2 separate regions of the Mus musculus genome follow, and region 2 is linked to region 1. The links are chromatin contacts, called in public Hi-C maps. All regions are on one chromosome and are shown on one strand. The core of a region is the stretch at or near the end of the contact, and the rest is flanking DNA. Distances in the headings are between cores, read along the strand shown. Region 1 holds the start of Ptn (pleiotrophin). Region 2 overlaps Ptn (pleiotrophin).

Region 1 (6,419 bases), core at 930-3,429:
AAAGAAATACTCTTTTTGTGTTTTCCATGTTTTCAAAATACCATGGAAAATAATGTCACCAGTGCTTCTCAGTCTTGACCCTATTTAGATTTTGGGAGAACTAATTTGTGTGTGAGTGAGTATTGTCCATATGTTAAGGCAGGCTCACATGTGTGCATACCCACACCCATGCATGTGTGTATGTATATGTGTGCATGAGGTTAGAAGACGATATCACTTGAGCTTACTGATTTGGGTAAACTAGCTAATCAATGTTTTCCAAGAAGCCCCTGATCCTGCTTCCCAAGTGCTGGGATTACAGGCTTACAAATAGACCACCAAGCATGCCTAAGTTGTTTTGTGAGTCCTAGGGATTCAAACTCCAGCCCTATACTTACATAGAAAGCACTGTATTCACTGAGCCATAGAGAGGTGTCTATAGGATGTTTAAGTAGCATTCTATTCACCAGAGGACTGACGGGATATGTCCTATCTTCCCTCAAGTGGTGATAACTGAAAACGACTCCAGACATTACCAACTGTCTCCTAGAGGATAAAACTGCTCTCACTTGAGAACCACAGATGTAATTAATTTTTACATATACCTTTTTAATCAAAATGTTATATGTTGAAGCAGCAAATGAGATAGAACTGACATCATGAGACTCTCATGCTTGCTTTACCAACACCAGAAACAAGCACCATAATTAATCTGGCATGGTCTACTGAACTGACAGTAGGAATATGCTAAAGATGAAGATAAAATTAAGGGGCAAAAAGGAAAGTCTTTCTGTCATCTTCTTAGCTCACTGTGGAACTGTAGGAAATGGTGAACTTTTCTCACAGTAAAGAAAGCTTATGAGTAGTTCATGATGTACACAGGTGACACCAGATGAACACTCACATGGACTGTTTCATGGCAAAGATGAACTTTCAAACAGGGATGTGCATAGCCTGGGAGTTGGTCTTGAGGAAGGCATGTGCAATTTGTGTGTGGAAAGGTGGTTTAGCAGAAGAGACTGTAAAGAATACAGATCAGGTGTAAATGTGAATTTCTGTCCATTTTTTCGTTGGAGGGCGGGGTGGGGGGAGGGGCAGAAACGAAGATTAGTGGACTAAAAGCTCTACTCCTGCAGGGTCACCTTTGTCCCTCGATTACTCTTGGACATTGGTACAGGTAACAGCCAATAGAAGACTCCTAGTCCTTAAAACCACTTGCCATAACCAATGGCTGTAATTTTAGGAAAGGAGTGGTCTTAAGATGTGAGGGCTTAAAACACCCTACGGAATCCATAGGATCTGTAAGTTGAGTTGAAGAGATGTATCTTTGGTGAGAAATTGGAGCCAGTTTTATAATTTGACCGTGTTTGGGCAAATTGGGGTTTTACTCCATCTTTTCTGGTCAGTTTCTATGTGTGACTCAAAACTGTCACTTTGCTCTCCTTGGTTAAAGGAGAGGAAGGTCTCAGGAAGCCAGGAAGCCCACTCTAATTCTTACAAACCCCAGAGCTTGAGCCACACTGATTACCCCCCTGTGTTCTTTGCCAAGAGCATGCCACAAAATATGTGACCCGAAGGCATCGAAGAAGCCAAGAATGGAAAAATTCCCTAAAGGAAAGTGACATTTAATTGGGAAATTTCAGAGATCTGTCACTCCTAGTGACAACCCAGAAAAAACTGCTTTGCAGCTTTGTGACTGGAGGTGAGCTGCAACTGTCAGCTGAAGTTAGCAGGGACTCCCTGCAGGGAGGCCTTTAGGGGCGGAGAGCAAGGGACAGCTGCCTTTGCACATGGCTCCCCCAATCTCGAATAGAATATCGTGTGTGTGTGTGTGTGTGTGTGTGTGTGTGTGTGTGTGTGTGTGTGTGTGTGTGTGTTTAAAGCTGTACCAAAACTGTAGTTTAAAATGCTGTCAATTTTCCAATTAAGATATCCAGCTTGATAAGCCGAGCTATGGACCCATGGGAGGGGGAGAAAAACATGGTTCTTGGGAGTTTGTACAAAAAATATGGTGCTGGGTGGGTGCTAAGAACAAACGGTCTTATAACCCATGGTCTTTCTACACAGATCCGTTTGGGGAAAGACTGCCCCCAGAGTAGCCTGCTTTTCATAAGCTTCCCAATCAGATTTCGGGGGCAAAGCACTCCCCTCCTCCCTCGCACAGCCTGCTTCTTCTCTCTGCCCTCTCTCGTCCCTCCCATTCTCTATTTCCCTCCCCGGCAGGGTGTAGTTGAGTGAAGGCAGGATCAGGTTCCCCGCCTACCCGTCCAAATATCCCGCCAAGGAAGCCCCAGAGCACAAGAAAACCCAAAGTGGAGAGAGGGGAAGAAAGAAAGCACTGAGTCATCCATCCAGAAGGGGGGAGAGCAGAGCGCAGCCGCCCAGGCAGGAGCATCAGCCAGCGATACCTGGAGTCTGCAGAAACCTCGCCCGCACTTTGCAACAAAGGCAGCCAGCTAGTCAGCGAGGACCTCTGCAAGCCAAAGTAAGTGCAAGATACCCTGTGGTTTTCTCCAAAGGGTCTCTGGTGCAGTGTGCCTACCCCCCAAAGCCACTTTTCTGGTAGCCTGCAGTACGTGGAGGGGGTTGGAGCAGGAGAGAGGCTGCCTGGAGTCCGCTAAATAGGACTGCTTTTAAAAACGGACTTGCTCCAGAAGGCAAAACAGCCGAAAGGAAATTTTGGGGGGAATGAGCTAAGTAACCTAGCATGTGCTTGGATGGGAAGAAGGAAAGCAGCTTTTGGGCTGTGGAGAGTGCATGGGGACCGAATTCCTGCTACCTGCCAGAGCATGCAAAGCGCGGGAGAGGGCACATTTGTGCTCTTTGTAAAACCTGGAGCTTTGGTGGGTGTGTCTGGCCCAGTAGGCATGAGAGAGAAGAAAGGGTGTATCAGTAGACAGGTCTCATTTCCTACCTCCACTTCTCAGGTTGCCCTAGAGCTTGCCAACTGCCAATTGCTGCCCGCTCTAGGTGTGGTACATGCCTGGCAGCCTGCCCCTCCTGTGTCTGCTGATGGAGAAACATCTCCGCCAGAGCAGCCTGCACTCCCTAGCCTGCCCACGAGCCCAGAAACGCTTCTAGAAACAGTTCAGTCCAAAGTTTCAAAGGCACACTTTGGAGTCTACCTTTGCTTGGTTGGGATGCCAACTGGCATAGAAGCACTTACGTTTTCAGTTGTATCCAAATAAGCCAGGGTTGTGGTAAAGACGAGTTTGGCAGACACCCGGAATTTCTGAGGTGATATTCCAGTTGTTTCCATAATATATTTTGAGAAGAAAAGTCACTTCTTTTGTGCATAAAACATAACCTTTCCTCTCTTCTAAAATATGTGTGTGTGCATGCGCACACACACATGCACACACACACGCACACACACACACACACACACACACTTCTATGGGATCTGATGTGGCATATAAATACAAGAGCACACATGTAACTCACATACAGATTGCTAACTAGTTCTTGTCTCCTTAGTAATAAGGACTTTGGAGCTGTAGGAGCAGAGCGAGACTTCAGAAGTAGAGTGGGTGCCTCACAGAAGGAATGCACACTTCAGGGGAGAACAAAGTAACAGAGTTCTAGTGGGTCAGCATCTTTCCTCTTGAAACTACCAGGCATAGTTTAAAAAGTGTGTGTGTGTGTGTGTGTGTGTGTGTGTGTGTGTGTGTGTGTGTGTGTGGTGTGTGTGTGTTGGAAGGAAGGGCCTGGGAGGCACTTCAGGAACTACCAAAGAAAAGCTTTTGAACTAACAACATAATGGAGCAATTTCACGATCCCAGGCAAACGTGGAGCTGATGAAACGGTCCAGCCCATTTGGGCCCTTTGATCATCTGGGAATGAATTGTTCTGTGAGAATATTAAAAGGTAATGAGAGCGAAACAAAAGAGAAGTCAGCCAACACAGCACAGAAGGCTGGTGTTTGCCAGACTCATTATGTCCCTTTTAAAGTAAATTATGTGCCTTCAAGGCCAAGTCATTAGAAACACTTATAGTCCAGTTAAATTCAAGGGAAACTCAGGTGCCCTCCCACTCCTCTTTGGGCCCTGTGTAATTTCAGACCACCAATAGTGGTTGTTTCTTATCAAAATGAAATCATTTTATTTTAAAACCCCAATACCATGCTTTTGAACTGTAAGGAACTTTTAAAAATTCTCTCATCAGAATTAAAGTCTTTTGAAGAAGGTAATCTTTCTCCTGCTGCTCATAGACCCAGGTCTTCCTCACTGAGTGGACTGCTTGTATGTGCAATGCTTTTCCCACACCCCACACCAGCTGTGTGTAAACTGTAGCCCCTTTAGAGTGTGGATTCAAGTGTTTGTCTGAGGCACAAACACTTATATTCTCAGGGGTAGAGCTGTGGGCGAGACAGACCTACTGTTAACATGATGTTTTAGTCATCTGATCCCTAAATTATATCCCATAGGGGATGAGAATAGAATATATTTGACTGCATATTGTATTATATGTATTATATAATATTTAATTGTCTGTATTTCAGAACCCCTTTCTAGGACACTGGGGACCTGATCTTACCTGTTTAGTGAAAGTTTTATGGTTTTTTTTCTTTCTTTGTATCTTTCATTGTTTCCTTCCTTCCTTTTCCTTCCTTCCTTCCTTCCTTCCTTCCTTCCTTCCTTCCTTCCTTCCTTCCTTTCTCTCTCTCTCTCTCTCTCTCTCTCTTTCTTTCTTTCTTTCTTTTTTTATTTTATTATTATTGTTCAAGACAGAGTTTCTCTATGTAGTCTTGGCTGTACTGGAACTCACGATGTAGACCAGGCTGGTCTCCAACTCACAGAGATCTGCCTGCCTCTGCGTCTCCTGTGCCAGGAATAAAGGTCTGTGTCACCACCTCCAGTTGGTTTTCATGTTTCTTATTTAGTCTTTACAAACAGCAGTCTGAAGCAAGATCGGACTTTTTTTTTTTTTTAATTGGGTAATTTTTTTTCTTGCAATTCAATGATCTGGTTTGCAATTTCATAAAAACCTGGTCACTGAAAATAATACAAGGCCCCCAAATAGTTTGTTTTTATCAAACATTTTAAGTTTTAAGTTTTTATTTTCTCCTAGAGATATTTCTGATTTCTCATTTCAGTAGCAACCCCACGTGGCGTCCATGCTGTCATTCCTCCGTGTGATTCCCTGGAACACTCTGAGCTTGCCTGAGCTATATGAAATGCTGTGATGCTAGCAACAGGCTACAGTCAGAAGTAAGGTTACAAATGGCAGTTCCCCAGACACTTGTGTTCTAAATATGCCAGCATGGTGACGAGTCAAACGTCCTTGACTCTTGTACTGATGATAAGGCCCAACTGAGACTACTCGGGACAGTGGAACAGCAAGGGAGCTCCACACTGAGTGAGTGCTCCTTACTTACTCAGAAGGCTAGTTTATACTGGATTGTCCAACAGGGCAGAGCCATATACTGTTGCTGACCCATGCTTTGAAAGGAAAGCTGAGCTGGGTGGGAAGTGTTTTCTCCTCTGGATGCCAGTTTCATGAACAAATGGAAGTGCTTTAGTGTCCTGTGGTACAAGCCACACCTTCTCCCTGGGAGTGATGGGAAAGGAACATGTGGATATGGACTTCTTTGGGAACTGGTCCTGCTTTTTCTATCCATCAATTGGCTTGAGGAGAATTTGGATCTTGGCCTTTCTTTGGGAAGTCTTTCCATTCTTGGTGTTTATGACCTGTCCAAGATACCATTTGTTGTGATATTTTACTTGGCACTATAAGCCAGACTTGTAGATAGCAGTTTGCATGTTGCTATTACAATCTTTCTAGATCAATAACTATAAGACGCCTTTTATGATAATGTAAGGTATCTATGTTTAAAAGGGTAGCTGAGAACAAATACCATTGAGGGCTTGCAACTATGGTAACACTTGAAAATTTGATCAGGCAGCTCACCTTTACCATAATTCCCTGTGGCTTAAGGATAGGCAGGGATAACATAATCAATAGTTCATACCTGAGACATTTTGATCAATAAAGTTTATTTTTTCCTAGTGATGTTTGCATTTAGTAATTTTACTATACTGAATTTAGATAAAGTCCCATCTCAAATAGAAAAAGAAAATATAGAATTCCTAAGAGTAGAATTCTTAGACTCTTAAGTCCACGAATATAATAATAACAACAACAAAAATTGGCTGCTTGGTATTAATCTTGAACAACGTGAGTCCTGGTAACTGACTGGTTCTGGTCTTGAGAAGTTCTCTTAGTAAATACCAAATCACAAATAGACATGCCTCTACCCCTTTGTTCACACACTTGTTTGGAAAGCTATGTTAACTTGTGGGATTCCTTACTAGAAATTCATCTAAAACGAATTCTAGGAAGCTAAAGAACAGTGCACTCCCACCTGTGTCTGGGGAAAAACACCCTTTAAGAGCCATAGGTGACCATCTGGCAGTCATTTGCCCTTCTTCTTTGATTAC
Region 2 (5,914 bases), core at 891-3,390, 87 kb after region 1:
TGGGGTATGGTAGGACTTGAGTTCTTCATGATCAGAGAGATGCCTCCTTTCTCAGTTCAGTTCTGGCTCAGATTGTCATTTTGTTGCTATTCTTCTTATTGAAATCTTTGACAGGACCTATGGCTTCATTTCCTACTTATAATATTATACCCAATTCAATGTCTGCTTCTGTTCCTTCATGTCAAAGTGATATGTTTTGTCCTTCAAATGCTGACAGTAAATACCACATAGCCTTGCTGTTAAGATGAAATGGTGAAATGTTGTACATATACATGAAATTCTCAAAATATAAGGGAAATATTATTTTAAAAGACAAAATGAAAATGCAGACTCTAGGTGATATGCTTGATAAATGTGCAGGATTTTTGAGATGATTTTCCTGCTTTCTGTTGATATAGGATTTTTGTTTGTTTGATTGTTTGTTTGTAAGCCATATGACTGTGTGGGTCATAGTGGCCTAGAACTCACTGTGTACTCAGTTTGGCCCTGAGTTCACAATCCTCTTGCCTTACTCTCCTTAATGGTAGTATTGCATGGTAGAGTACCACCATGACCAACTTTAAGATGGCTCAAAATCTCTTCTTTCAGAAGACTTGTGGTGACTGCAGAAGTAACTGTAGCCATGAGTTACTTACTCTTGCAGTTCATAGCTTAGTGAAGTGTGTATACATGATACCCCTGGAGAAGCATAAAGTCCTAAAGTGTATCCTGCAACATCCAGTTGCACAGATGGGGAAGCCAAAGCTTTAGAGATGTTAGGTACTTAGGACGGGATCCCATCTTCATAAGCAGAGCTGGGGACATACACACACATAGTAGTTTGAGTCTGGATCTCTTGTATTCCAAGTGGTCCTTCTCTATGTAGATTCCAACCAAGATTCCATGATTCCTATACAAAAGTGGTAATGCATTCCAGATACAACCTAAATCGTTACCAGCCTTCACAAGAACCTTCCTGCCTGGACTTTTTCTGATCTTTGCTCCACACATTGTCCATGTGCTCTGCACCAGTCAAGCCAATCTTCCAGGCTTCAGGAGATAAGTGAATGGGGCTTGTCCAGAATGAATGGATAAAAGAATGGAGGATATATATATATAGCTATACTGTCTTGGCCTGGCTCACATAGGCTGTTCATGCCCTGATTTCCAGTCTCTGCTGAGATACCACTGCTCAAAGCTCACCAGGAAGAAGGGTCTCTTGAGTGTTTAGATCTTGTCCTTACTCAAGAAATTTTGGTCCTATATTTGCAAAGGGAGACCTAAGGACAAGGAACTATAAATATGTGTGGTGTTTACTCTACTCGATGTCTGCTTTCATCTCCTTGGATAAATTCCACACTTGGGAGGCTCATTAGCCGTGCACACAGAGCACTATATAATAATTAGTATTAAGGATGACAGCAAAATAGAACAATGTTCATAGTAAAAACTTATTGTGCTGAGGATCCTGGGGTTTTCCTCCCCAAAGGATTTTTATTTCTTCCTTCTAATTTCTGAATCAAGAATTAATTCTTGTGTTCTTTGTAGCTTATTGGCATTTCCCGAATATCATAAAAGCAGTTTAATTCATTGGATATTTGATATATGACAAGTGTTGTGCTAATTCATCAACATGGCTTGTCTCTCTTAATCCTCACAGCAGCTCAAAGATGTTTTACCATATTTTACAGTCTAGGAGTTACAATTTGTTTAAGTTTACTCTGTCAGTGAATGGCAAAGCTTGAAACAAACATTGAGATTTCCACACCAAGAACTCCCAGAAGAAGTTTTTAAAATATAAGATTTATAAAAATGAAATCAATAATCTGTTTTTCTTTTTGGTTTTTTTGTTTGTTTGTTTGTTTTGTTTTGTGATAATTCAAAACAGCCAGACACATCTATTTGGAGCCATTTATGATTGAGTCCTATTAAACAATTCCTGGCTTAAAGTTTCTCCTTGCATAGTAATTGCATTAAAACCAAATGATGACTTTCAGTTCTGTATTTATCCAACTAGGGGCCTACAGTGAGGCGCAGTAGATCATGCCATCCTGCCATACCAGTGGCCTCCCAGGCAGAACCAGGTTGTCTCTGCTCTGCTGTGGGATCTGTGCAGGCGCTGTTGCCTGTCCAGGATGTGAGGCACAGCTGTCCTGGTAACAAGTGCTGTCAGGAGGGACTCCTCCATACTCCCAGCTGGCCCACTCAGCTCTGCACTGATGCAAAGCTGGCGGGAGCCTGTGGGGAAATCAAAGCAGACTGGCTGGTGTTCAGCACACAGAGGCAGCAAAAGGAAAGAGAATAAACAAAGGCTTTTTCTAGAAGAGTAAGCATTATTCATGGAAAAGCTCACCAGAAATCCAAAGGCTGGGAGCAGGTGAAAGTGTTCCTGTGGTGTCCTGCTTAGACATACAGAACACATATTAAAGTGTTCATAATATTCACTCTGTAAGACAATCTAAACCTATTTTCATTCTGGAAAGAAAAATAGAAGCTCCTATTTTTCAGTCTTTCATCTAGACACACAAGAATAATAAATTCAGCGGCTGTGAAGGGTGCTGTCAAGAGAATGTGAAAGATTCAGGGAGGGTGATTAAGGTCTAGTGTTTGTTGTGCTACAGATGGTTACTTGAGTCTCGTCTGCTTGGAACAAGGAGTGCCAGCATGGAGATGGCTATACAAGACTAATGTCATGTGTTTGTGTGAATATTAGTGAACACAAAATTCTGACATTTTCTAGTGTGAATATTGAGAGTTAAATACAAAGTAATAGATTTGACTGTGGTGTTTTCATACACACGTGGCACTGTGATTTGCGTATCTCACTTGCTATCTCCATTGTCACCTTTCCTATCTCTTTCTTGTCACATCCCACCCTCAAATAGTCTCTCTTGCTTTCATGTCATAAATCATATGCCTACATACATAGATCTGGATTCTACACATGGCAGAAAACATTTAGTAGTTCCAATTCTCCCTTTCTGTATGCTTCTTTTGATTTTAATGTGCTTATGTGTACACATGCATATGTATATGTGTGCATGTAATAGATGGGGGGTTGTGGTTAGGTGTCTTTTTCATTAGCTTCTCTACCTTGCCTAGACAGGATCTCTCACTGAATCAGGATCACCAGTTAGGCTAGGCTGGTTTGTTAGTGAGCCTCTATGCTTTGCCTGTGTTTCCAACATAACCTATGCTGGGACTACAGACACACACTGCAGAGCCCAGCCGTACAAAGCTCACCCAAGCTCATGTGTTTGTACTCTTGCAACGAGCACTTTGCCTGTTGATCCATCTTTTCAGCACCAGACTCTGTTGTTCACAATACCAATTAGATATGTTTACAATAAAATTTCTTCTGAAATAAGCAAGAAGCATATATTTTCACTCTATAGCAGATCTTAAGGCTATACATACATTAACTGGCCTGACACTAATTCAGTGGTATTTTAGTTTCCTAGTGGTACTATAAGAAAACATTCCAAACTCAGTACCTTAATAAACATGCATGCATTTACTTCATGTTTCTTGAGGCTAGACTGAAAAAATCAAGGTCTTCATAGACTGCTGTCTTCTGACACCTCTACAATTGGCTTGTAGATGGATGCTATTCTCCTATGTTCTCATTGTGCTTTTATTGTCTCTTCTATCAATGCTAGTCACCAGAGTCAGGTTACATTTTAATTTAATTAATCTTTCAAAGCCTCTGTTTCCAGATATATTGATAACAAGAGATACAATGATTGGGATTTAAGCATAGATTTAGTGTAACACATTTAGCCTTCATTTCATCGAGGTCTATAACTTTTTAAAAAAATAATTTATATTTACTCTTCACTGATATATTATATCCTGACCAGAGTTTCCCCTCCTTATCTGCTCCAAGTCCCCCTCCACCTTCTATCCCCATATACTCCTCCTCTTTTCCTATGCAGAAAAGGGAAGACCTCCCATGGATATCAACCAAGCATGGCGTATCAAGTTTCAGTAAAACTAGCCGCCTGTCCTCATATTAAGGCTGGACAAGGCAACTCAGCAGGAGGAAAATGGTCCCAAAAGGAGCAAAAAGACAGCTTCCACTCCCAATGTTAGGTGTTCCACAAGTGTAACATATACAGAGGACCCAGGTCAGCCCCCTGCAGGTCCCCTGGTTGTCAGTTCAGTCTCTGTGGGTCCCTATTGTCCCAGGTTAGTTGATTCTGTAGGTTTTCTTTCTTTCTTTTCATCTTTTCTTTTTTTTAAAAGATTACACACACACACACACACACACACACACACACACACACTATTGCTCTCTTCAGACACCGGAAGATGGCATCAGATCCCATTACAGATCATTGTGAGCCATCGTGTGATTTTTGAGAATTGAACTCTGGACCTCTGGAAGAGCAGTCAATGCTCTTAACCACCGAGCCATCTTTCTAGCCCTCCGTGGGTTATCTTATGATGTCTGGCTCCTACAATCCTTCCTCTCCCTCTTCCTCAAGACTCCATGTCTATAATTTTTTGTAAGCCAAGAAAAATCCATATGGAAGCATACAAGGAACAATTATTCACGTTATACTTTAGTATGCAAAAATCTTCACATCCTAAAGTTTAAACTTCTCATTTTGTGAATCACATTTTTTTTTCTCCACTGGTCACATGATGTTAAAGTATTAGCGGGTATGGCAGTGGAAAACTGTGATGAGCTCATTGGAAATGTGGCATTTCTACCAGAACCAATCTATATAATTACCTATCACCTATAACATGGCAAATGTTCTGAGTCCTCATTTCAGAAATAGGATATTAAATATTGACATGTCTTCTCTATTGTGTCGGGGTGGAAGAAGTCAGTAGGGAAGCCACTGCTAAGTGTAAGACCATAATGTTGGCCCACAGACTCAGGAAGGTAAAAAGAGACTTGCTGAAAAGGAGAAAGCCAAATATTTATTTCTCATCTCTGCTAGTGATTAGGTGTGGTTAAGATATGACAATTATGCAAGAAAGATAGTGAAATAATAATTATATGTTTCCATTTTCTACCCGGTATACCCAAGTGTTAAGCCAGTCAGTGTCCCTGACACACCATTGTTCAACTGACTTTTCTCTTGCACTGACTGTGCATAGAAATGCATTCGAAAATCACTGAGAAAGCAATGAAGACCTCATCTACCCCACTCCCAAAAGGATGTGGGAAATTGGGAGGGAAAAGAGACTGGGATGCTTGTAGAAAGGAAATCTTAAACTGTACAAGTAAACTTGGCTTGTAATATTTTATTTGTCACTATTATCAATTCACACTATTTATTGCCATTTGATTATTTGTATACAATAGTCTACTGAGAGGTGCATGAGTTCTTTTGGTTACCTAACCTCTTTATGGACTTTGATTAACTTACTTCTATTTGGTTGCCGCAAATAATCTTTCTGTATTGTACCACTCTGTACACTATTTAATAGATTATACATTATTAAACATATTAACAGAGACTACATTATTTACTATATTACTTTGTGATAGTTTAGTTTCTAATATATTTTAGGATTTAACAATATTTAAATTATCCAACCTAACTGGAACTATGTGAAGATTTATTGAACGTCATCATTTTGGACAGCCTGAGCAACTTGAACCTGGATCAAGATAGAGAAAAGAGTCATGCAGTCATGATTCCACAAATCTCAGCATTAGTTTTGAGATGCAGTGTGCGGAATCATACATGTCTTTTGAGTGAGGTAGCTTGTTCTTAAGTGTCAGTGAGTTGTTTTAAATATGCTCACCAAGCATAGAAAGGATATTGATGATAACCAGGCTCCCAGATTCACATACACTATGCTTTTTCTGTATAGTGATAGGCTCTTGTACCATTGGTGAGTTCCTGTCATTTACTGAACTGTGTTCACAAAGCAAACTCAGTATTCTCCTGAGCTCTTAACGGGCAGTGTGCAT

Evidence for each region. A called contact is a pair of places that touch in the nucleus more often than the background predicts.
Region 2: a Hi-C map of olfactory sensory neurons shows a contact between it and region 1, with 1.8 times the contacts expected there. The contact joins the enhancer-like site here to the promoter of Ptn in region 1. A contact is called at or near these places in 8 of 484 Hi-C or Micro-C datasets (the G1E-ER4 cell line, the HL-1 cell line, cerebral cortex and 4 more).

What each region holds. Positions count from the first base shown.
Region 1 is chr6:36,805,939-36,812,357 of GRCm38.p6, reverse strand. It overlaps Ptn (pleiotrophin), which reads left to right and starts at 2,179. Exons shown (of 5, transcript NM_008973.3): 1 at 2,179-2,464.
Region 2 is chr6:36,719,632-36,725,545 of GRCm38.p6, reverse strand. The region is part of intron 4 of Ptn (pleiotrophin); the gene reads left to right. Among named protein-coding and RNA genes, the nearest start is that of Ptn, 88 kb to the left of the region's middle. Within about 2 kb of position 2,140, at least 62 of the 459 cell types and tissues checked have an H3K27ac peak or open chromatin away from gene starts, as enhancers often do. A contact at or near this core is called in cerebral cortex, forebrain, neural progenitor cells and 2 more, where this site is marked.